Linked DNA regions of Sus scrofa: region 2 is linked to region 1. The links are chromatin contacts, called in public Hi-C maps. All regions are on one chromosome and are shown on one strand. The core of a region is the stretch at or near the end of the contact, and the rest is flanking DNA. Distances in the headings are between cores, read along the strand shown.

Region 1 (4,659 bases), core at 38-2,537:
ACAACGGGAACTCCCATCAAAGAACAAATTTTATTTTCACTACAATCTACTTGCAAAAACTGTTAAAGTGTGGCTCCTTAATTAGAATAAACTCTAAAAATGTATCTCAAAACGCTAGGGGCACCAATCCATTCTTGGTTTAAAAAAACAATAAACTACATAAAAAACTGATTTCTTACTCTGTGGGAATATACCGCGCCTATATCAATCTTGTATGGATTCATTTTCTGCATCTCCTTTTCCAGCTCACTCTGGTTGTTGAAAGATTGGTAGCGAATGTAAATGTCATCTTTCAACGTGAATGAAAATTCACGGTGTTGAAAGTAATTCTTTACCACTGCAAAATGAACATACATTTTAAAAGTTAGTATGGTATTTTATCCAGTTCAGAGTATTAAAACATTAACCAACAAGAAGATATCTTTCACGAACCCTCTGTACTCAACACTGTGCTACATTAAAACAAAAACCAAAACCAAGAACTAGTCCCTAATTTGAAGGAGTTCACCATCCTGCATTTAATAGGGAAAGGTAAAAATGAGGAAAAAGATGCAGAAATATTTTCATGTAGTACCACCTCTCTTTCCTAGGTGGGCACTCAAATTCAGCTGGGAAGAGTTAAGTACCTCTCCTCTTTCAGGAGATGCCCGTCTGTCCCTGATGCAGATTATGTCTCTGCAGCTTCTTGCTACAACCCAGTGGACTCCCTTGCTCCCCGCCACCTCCGCCACCTTCGCTCAGGAACCGAGAAGATTAACACTGCATCAGAGCAGGTAAACGCTGCAACGAAAGTGAGTTCAAACACAAAGTGGGAGGAGCAAAGGCTCTGTCTTTCAGTGCGTGGTGTAGACTGGTCATTACATCCCACTCTAGGCCCATTTACACCTCGGCAGTGGTGGGGAGGGCTCAAGGCAACGCACAAAGGCGCCCGACACAAGGCCTGGAACATGGAAGGCACTTCATATTGTCATTCCAAGGTACCCTCCCAGAACCTCCTCACACTCCCCCCCCACCCCGAGCCATTTCCCACCCCGCTCCCGCCTTCATCACCTCCGCCATAGTTCAGCCAGCGATAGTACTGGGCGTAGGGAAAGAGCCTCCGGTAATAAAGCTTAAGCAGCTCGGGCAGCTCGGTAGGGTCAAACGTCTCCATGAAACGCAGAACTCAACCCAGGCAGGATTAGCACGAGAATTGGCGGGAACCGCACAGTCGAGCTTCCGCAACTGCGCAGGCGCGTAGTGGCAGCGGCCAGCCATCTGCAGGGGCTGTTGGGAATTGTAGTTCTCTTTTGGAGGTTGGCTTGGGTGTGGGAGCGCTACTACGGTCTTCACTCACAGATTTAACATGTAGGTCCACTTCTCTGGTGGGTAGAAGGAAGCCGTGCTCATTGCAGGGAGATCTGCGGAAAGGTGAGCCATGGAACATATTAAGGTTATTAAGATGAAGTGAAAAAGATGTTATCTGCTAACTTTATGACTGTTTTAGAAACAACACATTTAAACAATGTTAACCAGTATCTTTTTAAAGAGGGTTTGGAAATTGGTTCTTCATAGAATAACTAGGTCCAGTATGTGGAAATAAATGATGACCAACCAAATAAGAAAAGCAAAAGCTATTCATTCAAGAGCTTGCCATGTATAGAGTCAGCCACATCACATTACATTTTGGCAAAGGCTCAAACGCAGGCAGAGGAGGGGAGAAAGCTTTGGGGGGGCAGGTTTCACTCTTTTTCTAATGCAAAGCTATTTGTTATGGGGAAGCTGTCTGTGGGCTACCTCAGAGCGGGGTATCCTATGTGACCTATGTGATAGGTTAGGGGTGCATATTTGGCTTTCTGCGGTTGGTCCTAAATTGAGAGTGGGGACAAAAATTAGGGAAGCTGTCAGTTATTAATCAAGTACTGGCTATGTTGGATGGATTGTTATGTAGGGTATTTGGCTTCCTGGAATATCACTAGAGACTTTAGTTTGATTTCCTACAAGTCTGACTTAAAGCAGCCTGACTTCTTGGGCTATTTATTATATAGATAAGGGGGTTGGTTTCCTAGGTAGGCATTGGAGAGGTTGTGGGTCAGAGTTCTGTTTTTTTATATGGTCTGGTCATCGTTTGTTTCTACATTGTCGCTTAAACAGAACACCCAGGAATACTAAAATCAGAGGAAGCTTGCAAAATCATGGAGTGCTTTACAAATTTGAAAGAAGCCTGTTTACTCTTGACATGCACATCTGCCAGTCAGTCTTACCAGGTAGATACATTTCATTACAAATGTGGACTGAGGTGGGCAGTCTGATAATCACCCCAGTGCTGTGTCATTTGAAAACCATTATTTTCACAATAATAGTAGGAAAGCAAGGAGAGTATTCTCTGCTCTCTAGTGGGTTATTATTAGCCTAATTTGAAAGTGATCATGGCCCTTCATCTTGCATAGGCAAAGTGGTCAAACTAGGCACTGGGCAGATCATACTTACTTGAGTATTCCTAGAAATACTATATAAATCTTAGCTGATTTTCACAATCCCTGTGCTTCCTGTTTTGGGTGAATCCCTTGCTGGAAAGGGATTCACTCTAATAGCACCAAGAGTGCCCTGTAGAGTTCTCTTTTGTGGAACCACACTTTTTAATAGGCTTTTTTTTTTTTTTTTTTTTTTTGTCTTTTTTTTTGGTCTTTTTGGTCTTTGTTGTTGTTGTTGTTGCTATTTCTTGGGCCACTCCCGCGGCACATGGAGGTTCCCAGGCTAGGGGTTGAATCGAAGCTGCAGCCACCGGCCTACACCAGAGCCACAGCAACGCAGGATCCGAGCCGCGTCTGCAACCTACACCACAGCTCACGGCAACGCCGGATCGTCAACCCACTGAGCAAGGGCAGGGATCGAACCCGCAACCTCATGGTTCCTAGTCGGATTCGTTAACCACTGCGCCACGACGGGAACTCCTTTAATAGGCTTTTTAATGGAGGTTTCTCCGTTTCTTTAATGGAGATTCCTTATTGCTGCCTTTAGGAACTGACTTTTTTGGGCTATTTGAGAGTCTTCTATTTAAATTTCAGGACCACTAAAGGGGCATGCTTTAGGGCGTTAAGATTTAAGAGGAGAAAGCAAAGGAAGTTATATGCATTGAGTTCCTATGTATGCTTGATTTATTTAACATTAGTTTTTATCAGGCAAAAGGGTTTAATGATAGCTGACATTTAGATAGCATTTGCTATGTTGTCAAGGATGTATGTGATAGATACTAATATTATCCATATTTTACAGATGGGACATATGTAGAGAACTTAAGTAGTTTGTCCAGGGTCACAAAGTCTGTAGTGGGAGAGCCAGACATTCTGGTTCCAGTGCAATTAACTGCTAAGCTTCATGTTCTCTGTCTACAAGGGGTTGTTGTGAGGGTTAAATGAGAGGTTAAGAGGTGCCTGGCACAACTCATAGCTCAGAACCACTCAATGTGAGAAAGCTATTATTTTGTGAAAGTGCTTCAGTACAGAGGCTTTTATCCCAAGGGTCACTGGGAGGCAGTATTGGCATTCGGTTTGTACTTTCATTCTCATAGGTGCAAAACCCCTTTGTCCTTCAAACCCTACAGTATCTACCATTCTCTTTAACATTTGCTACTTACATCTACTGTCAGCCTTTTTGGGTAATGTCAGCCCTAGGTCTCTCTCCCCAAGTTCTTTGCAGGCTTGGACACCTACCTCATGGACTCCAGTCCAACTCCTATTGTTATTCTGAATATTTTTTCCATATAAAAGGATTATCTCTTTGGGAAAGATATGATTCATTCTGTCATTCTTTAACTTATTCATTTATTACATGAACATTTAATGAAAATATGCATTTTGGGCATTTAGCTAGGCTCTGGGGAGAAAAAAATTAATGACATGGTCTCTGATCCCTCCCCCTCCCCCAAAATACCATGAGCAACCTTTATGTCAATAAATTTGAAAAATAAAAAAACCCTTCAACTTTGATTTATGGATGAAATTTCATCACCATTGTTTTCTCTGTTTTGTTTTGTTTTTTACTTTATTCTTTTACAGTTTGAGAAATATCAGTTAGAAGTTGGGTGTGATTTTTTACTTACAGATAGGACCCTGGGTATGCTCTATAAATTGGGCTTTTTGATGGTATGAAAAACCAGCTCTTTTATGGTTAATGCTGGGAGCTGTGGGGTAAGTTTGTGAAATTTTGGGTAAGCAAAATTTTGGGTAACTAAGCCATGAGAATTGTGTTGCCGAAGCTTCTGTGATCTAGTTTGGGTCCTACCCTAACCGCACCCCCATCTCCCACTGTGAGTGAACTATTTGAAGTGGAAGTGGTGAAATCTTATCCTTTTTTTTTTAGACCCACGTGGCCAGTAAACAAAGGTTTCATAGTCTCAGTATTTCCTTCTCACTTGTTACATTTCTAATCCTTTGGAGAACAGAGAAGTAAAATTCAAAGGCAGTTAAATCAGAAGTGTTTGAAATCTGACATCTACTCCCAAACAAGCATTTCTCAGGTAATATTTTTCCTTTCTTTTTGTGGAATCTTATATACTGATATGCAATGAAGTATTTTATATATAAGTATATAAAATGTCAGTTCAAGGCATCAGCTGCTAGAGTATTTGCTAATTTTTTCCCACTTGGTAGAGGGATTGGCTCAGCTTTTTAAAAAATT
Region 2 (4,245 bases), core at 1,014-3,513, 230 kb after region 1:
CTGGGGCAGAGGCAGGCTATGGTTAGTGTCACTGGTAACATTTCTCTCGTCCTCTTTATAGCTTCCTCCAGCATCACCAGGTAACACACAGTTCCTATCAGGACCAAAGTGCTCCCCTCCACCCCGGAGTTCTCCAAGGGGAGGGACAGGTTCTGCGGAGTTACAACTCAGGGTTCCAGAGTGGCTCTCACTGGTGCTGGTCAGGGGCTTGGCCACCGCAGTGCTCTCCAGGTCAGGAAAGGTGGAGTGACAGGCCCGAAGGAGATCCTCCATACCCAGACGCTCAGCTACCTCATAGATGACCCCAACATTGATCAGGTCCGTGAAGAGCTCTGATGTGTAGACAAAGCTCAGAATCTTCTCAAAGTTGGCAGGGGTGATGAAGTCCACCACATAGGTCCGGGCAGCATCAAGCCCAGTGTTCAGAAGAGGTTCTGGAAGTAGCCAGCCGCACAGGCCAGCACGGCTTTGTGGGCTGGGAAGGAGCGGCTCCCCACCACGATGGTGACATCGCACATGGTCTCTGAGAGCCGGCACTTGTTGAGTTCCTTCAGCAGGTTGTTGGGGTGGTTGGTGCTTTGCAATTTGATTCTCATGCCCATCTTAGCAGCTCCTACGAAGTGGCCTCCTTATCAGCACGGTTAATCTGTGGACAGCAAAAGGAAAAGGTGGGTGGCCAAACACACCCCTGCAGGTGATGAGCTCCTCAAGGGAAAATGCCACCAGTCTGCAGGTTTCCAAGAGAGCAGAAGTGAATGGGCATACACCTGCTCCATCCTGCTGGGGGGCAAAGACAGCAAAAGTGACAGGACAGTGACCTCTCTCCCTGCATATCTCCAAAGACAGAGTCATCATAACAAAATCAAGAAGTACTGAAAAAAATCTGTTAGCTTGGTTTTTATTTAAGAGTTAGTAAGAGAGGCTGTAGGCCTGACTGAACCGAAGCTTGTGCCTTAAAACCAAGCCAGAAGCATCCTCTCAGGCGCAGTCTTCTAGCATTACCAGAGAAACCGGCTCAAATTTTTCTCATATTAATTTCCTCCTGACTACAAGCTTTCCTATCTCACTGAGTATATTCTCTTCCCTTACGATGCCAAATGCCATATACATACTTGAACACAATTATCAAGTTCCATTAGCTGCTGAAAAAAAGATAAGGATGCTCTATGCTTTAGTTTCCTATCTTTGCTGTGTTTTTTCAGGCCCTAAATAAACCTCTTGCTCATTCTTGAGTTCCCATCTCTCTCTACCTGCAATACCTGCCTCCTCTGCTCTCTTCCACAGCCTAGAGCCATTGGGATACGCTTCTCACATTCCCTGTATGCTGCGGGTGAAGTAAAGCACTCAGAACCAAAGAAGTAAAGCAAAGCAGAGCATAACTGTGGTATTTAATATTACCTAAATATGCTTCAATCCCCCCCTTTCAGGATTTATGCTTCTGATCAGAACTAAGAGATTTACTTGATGCCGGTAAGAAGCATCTAGTTATATAGGTAACTCCTAAAGTACTGCTCAGTACCACTTTTTCTCCTTTTTGAGTCCTACACATCGAAGGAAGACAAGCTAGTCGCCTTCTCCTTCAACCTCACGACTAGCCCTGTGCAACACGGCCCCTTTCCCCATCTCACCACTTTCGACTAACTCCCAACTTTTTCTGGGGCCCAGGAAGCTTTAGGAGCATTGTTGGGTACCAGCCAGGCATCTCACGGGCCCTGGTGGCCAAACATCAACCGTCAGCAGGTCGGGGCACCGGGAAGCCCGAGTGGGGAGAGGGAGGGGGCGGTTTCGGAACTTTCGAGAAGGCACCCCAACAACCCCATGGCGCCACAGTCTCCCCTCCGGAGGGTCGAATCCAGGAGGAAGGGCGTTGGATCGGCCTGGGGCACTCCATCTGCGGAGTACCGAGCACCTCGGTCCCTCCCCAAACAACGGGGGACTCCTCGGGGCGACCTCGAGCGGGGGCCAAGGTGGCGGCGGGGCGCGGACCGACGAGGGCAGAGGGATGGGCGGCGGGGCCGGCCGGGGTCGGCGCGCGGCTGGGGGAACCATAGGTCCGAATGAGTGGGGCGAGCAGGAGGGTGCTCAGCGAGAGCGAGAGAAAGAGCAGGACGGGGGTCGGGCCTCGGCCATGGCAGCCCTCGGCCCGGCCGTACTTACCCGGCTCCGCGGGACCCGACGCACCATCGCCGCCGCCGCCTCACACAAAGGCCCCGGCCCGCCGTGCCCGGCCCGACGAGGAGGCGGCGCCGCCGGCCGCGGCCAGACTCTCCATCCGCCGAGCCGCTCGCCGCACCGGCCCGGGCCGCCCCCGCCGCCCGGCCCGCAGCGCCCCCCGCCGTCCCGGAGGAGGCAGCGCCCCCCGCCGCTCGGCCGCAGCGCCCCCAGCCGCCCGGGAGGAGGCAGCGCCCCCCCACGGCGGGGCCGGGCGCCCTGCGAGCCCGCTGAAGCCTCCGAGCCTGCGGCCGCCACCAGCCTCCCCGCCAGGCCCCGCCTCCAACCACCGCGCGGCCCTGGGACTGCCGCTGGACCCCCAGCGGGCTGTAGGGGGGATGTTTCCAAATCCCCATCCCCAGGCCGGGCTTTTCTGAAGCCCTGATCATCTCCAGGTGTAGGACCACTCCCTCCTTGGCTGATACCTGAAGAATCCTATCCCAACTCTAAGCTTAAATCGCCTCCCCTGTTCTACTCTCATATTCCCAGAAGTTTACTCTCAAAATGTCTGCTGTGTAATTTTACATAAAGTTGTAAGATTATTCGGTTAATTTGTATCTCCTCCACTAGGCAGTGAGCTTCAGGAAGGCAGGGGTCTGTGATTCTGCGCACTACTGCCTCCCCTCGCTTACCACACACCACTGTTCCATATGGTAGGTGCTTAATGAAGTCGGCTTGAATGAATGAACCAGCACTTGAGGGCTGCACCCCTGGTGGACCACTCTCTGAAAATTCACTGCGTCTCTTCCTTCCAGCTGGGTGGCCAAATGAAGGAATTCACAGGCTCCCACTGCACCTTGGCAGCTCAGGCCTATTTCTGGCAGTCTGTCTTCCCTGGAGGGGAGAACTTGACACCCCAAAATATGCCTCCTTGGCTGCCAGGATTACTAAGAAGCAGCAGATAGGGGAGAAAACAGTTGAAGTTACTCTTTTCTAAGAGACGTTTACATTTATAAGGGAAATGTCCACTTGTAAGGGTGTCTAGCTTTCTGCACCAGGAAGAGAAGGGTTACTAAATCTCTAGAAACTCAGTTTTCCTGGGTTTCCCCCATGTATATATGTTATTAAATTTCTGTTTCTTTTTTTTTCTGTTAATATTTCATTAACTACTCAGTCAAGAACCTTGAAGGTAGAGGGGAAATAATTTTTCCTCTCCTACTTCCCCAGCTCTTCCTAGAACTCGATTTCTCTGCTTCCACTCACCCTTCTCCTTTAGTGCAGTTACCCTCCAAATGCTCCTGCTCAAGAACTGTCATCAACCCAAAACTACCTGAGCTTAACTGAGAGATGTGATCTAAATCCAGGCATTAGCACCATTACCAGCTCTGAAGTTCTCCTCACAGCATTTGCAGGTCATGAAAGTTTTTTGGCTGAATCTGTGTGGTATTCACAGAGCACAACTTCAGGCTCACAATTTTTTAGTTGGTCATATTTTTTCATTCCTTTTTTCATGTTCCAGTTTCAGGGAGAGCATTTGCTTGGTGGTTAGCAGCTGAGAACACGCATTTAAAGCTTTTGAGAGAATACAGGGCTCCAACAAGACTACTATGATTATTATAAACAGGACAGTTCCCAATGTCTGCAGTGAGCTTCAGACACATGGTCCCCAAGACCCAAAGCAATCAAAATTAAACAAGTCAAAGAAAGAACCCATTAAAGGGGTCACCTCTTTAAGCCAAGAGGCTTGTTCAGTAATCTTATGTAGCTGAGTTTCAGCTTCCCCAGAAGTATCAATTTAGGTACGGTAGGTGGTGTTGGCCATAGTACAGATACCTCCTTGTTTAGTTAAAAGATAATTGAAGGCTATCCTATTATCAAGAACAACTTTGGCCAGAGAGTGTAAGGATTTTTGTGCTTTAGCAGCAGATTCTGCAAAATCTTTTAGAGTTAAGGAGAGATTCCTGATCATAGCCTCATCTGTACTCATTCCTAACCAGGAGGAGGGACCTGCCAAAGGAAGCAAATCCTGAATCATGAAAGCCAGCTGGTAGGTCCTTTCTAATTTGATGATGTAAATTCAGGGGAGTTGACCAA

What was found. A called contact is a pair of places that touch in the nucleus more often than the background predicts.
Region 2: a contact with region 1 is called in a Hi-C map of retroperitoneal adipose tissue, with 1.6 times the contacts expected there. A contact is called at or near these places in 12 of 47 Hi-C or Micro-C datasets (alveolar macrophages, embryonic fibroblasts, epiblast stem cells and 5 more).

What each region holds. Positions count from the first base shown.
Region 1 is chr5:22,088,209-22,092,867 of Sscrofa11.1, forward strand. LOC100620470 (17-beta-hydroxysteroid dehydrogenase type 6) reads left to right here and starts at 1,288. Exons shown (of 6, transcript XM_003355459.4): 1 at 1,288-1,410; 2 at 4,342-4,498. It overlaps PRIM1 (primase (DNA) subunit 1), which reads right to left and starts at 1,233. Exons shown (of 13, transcript NM_001243669.1): 1 at 1,051-1,233; 2 at 180-337. The coding sequence starts at 1,153.
Region 2 is chr5:22,314,054-22,318,298 of Sscrofa11.1, forward strand. It overlaps ZBTB39 (zinc finger and BTB domain-containing protein 39), which reads right to left and starts at 2,264. Exons shown (of 3, transcript XM_005663904.3): 1 at 2,158-2,264; 2 at 428-646; 3 at 1-425. The coding sequence starts at 602.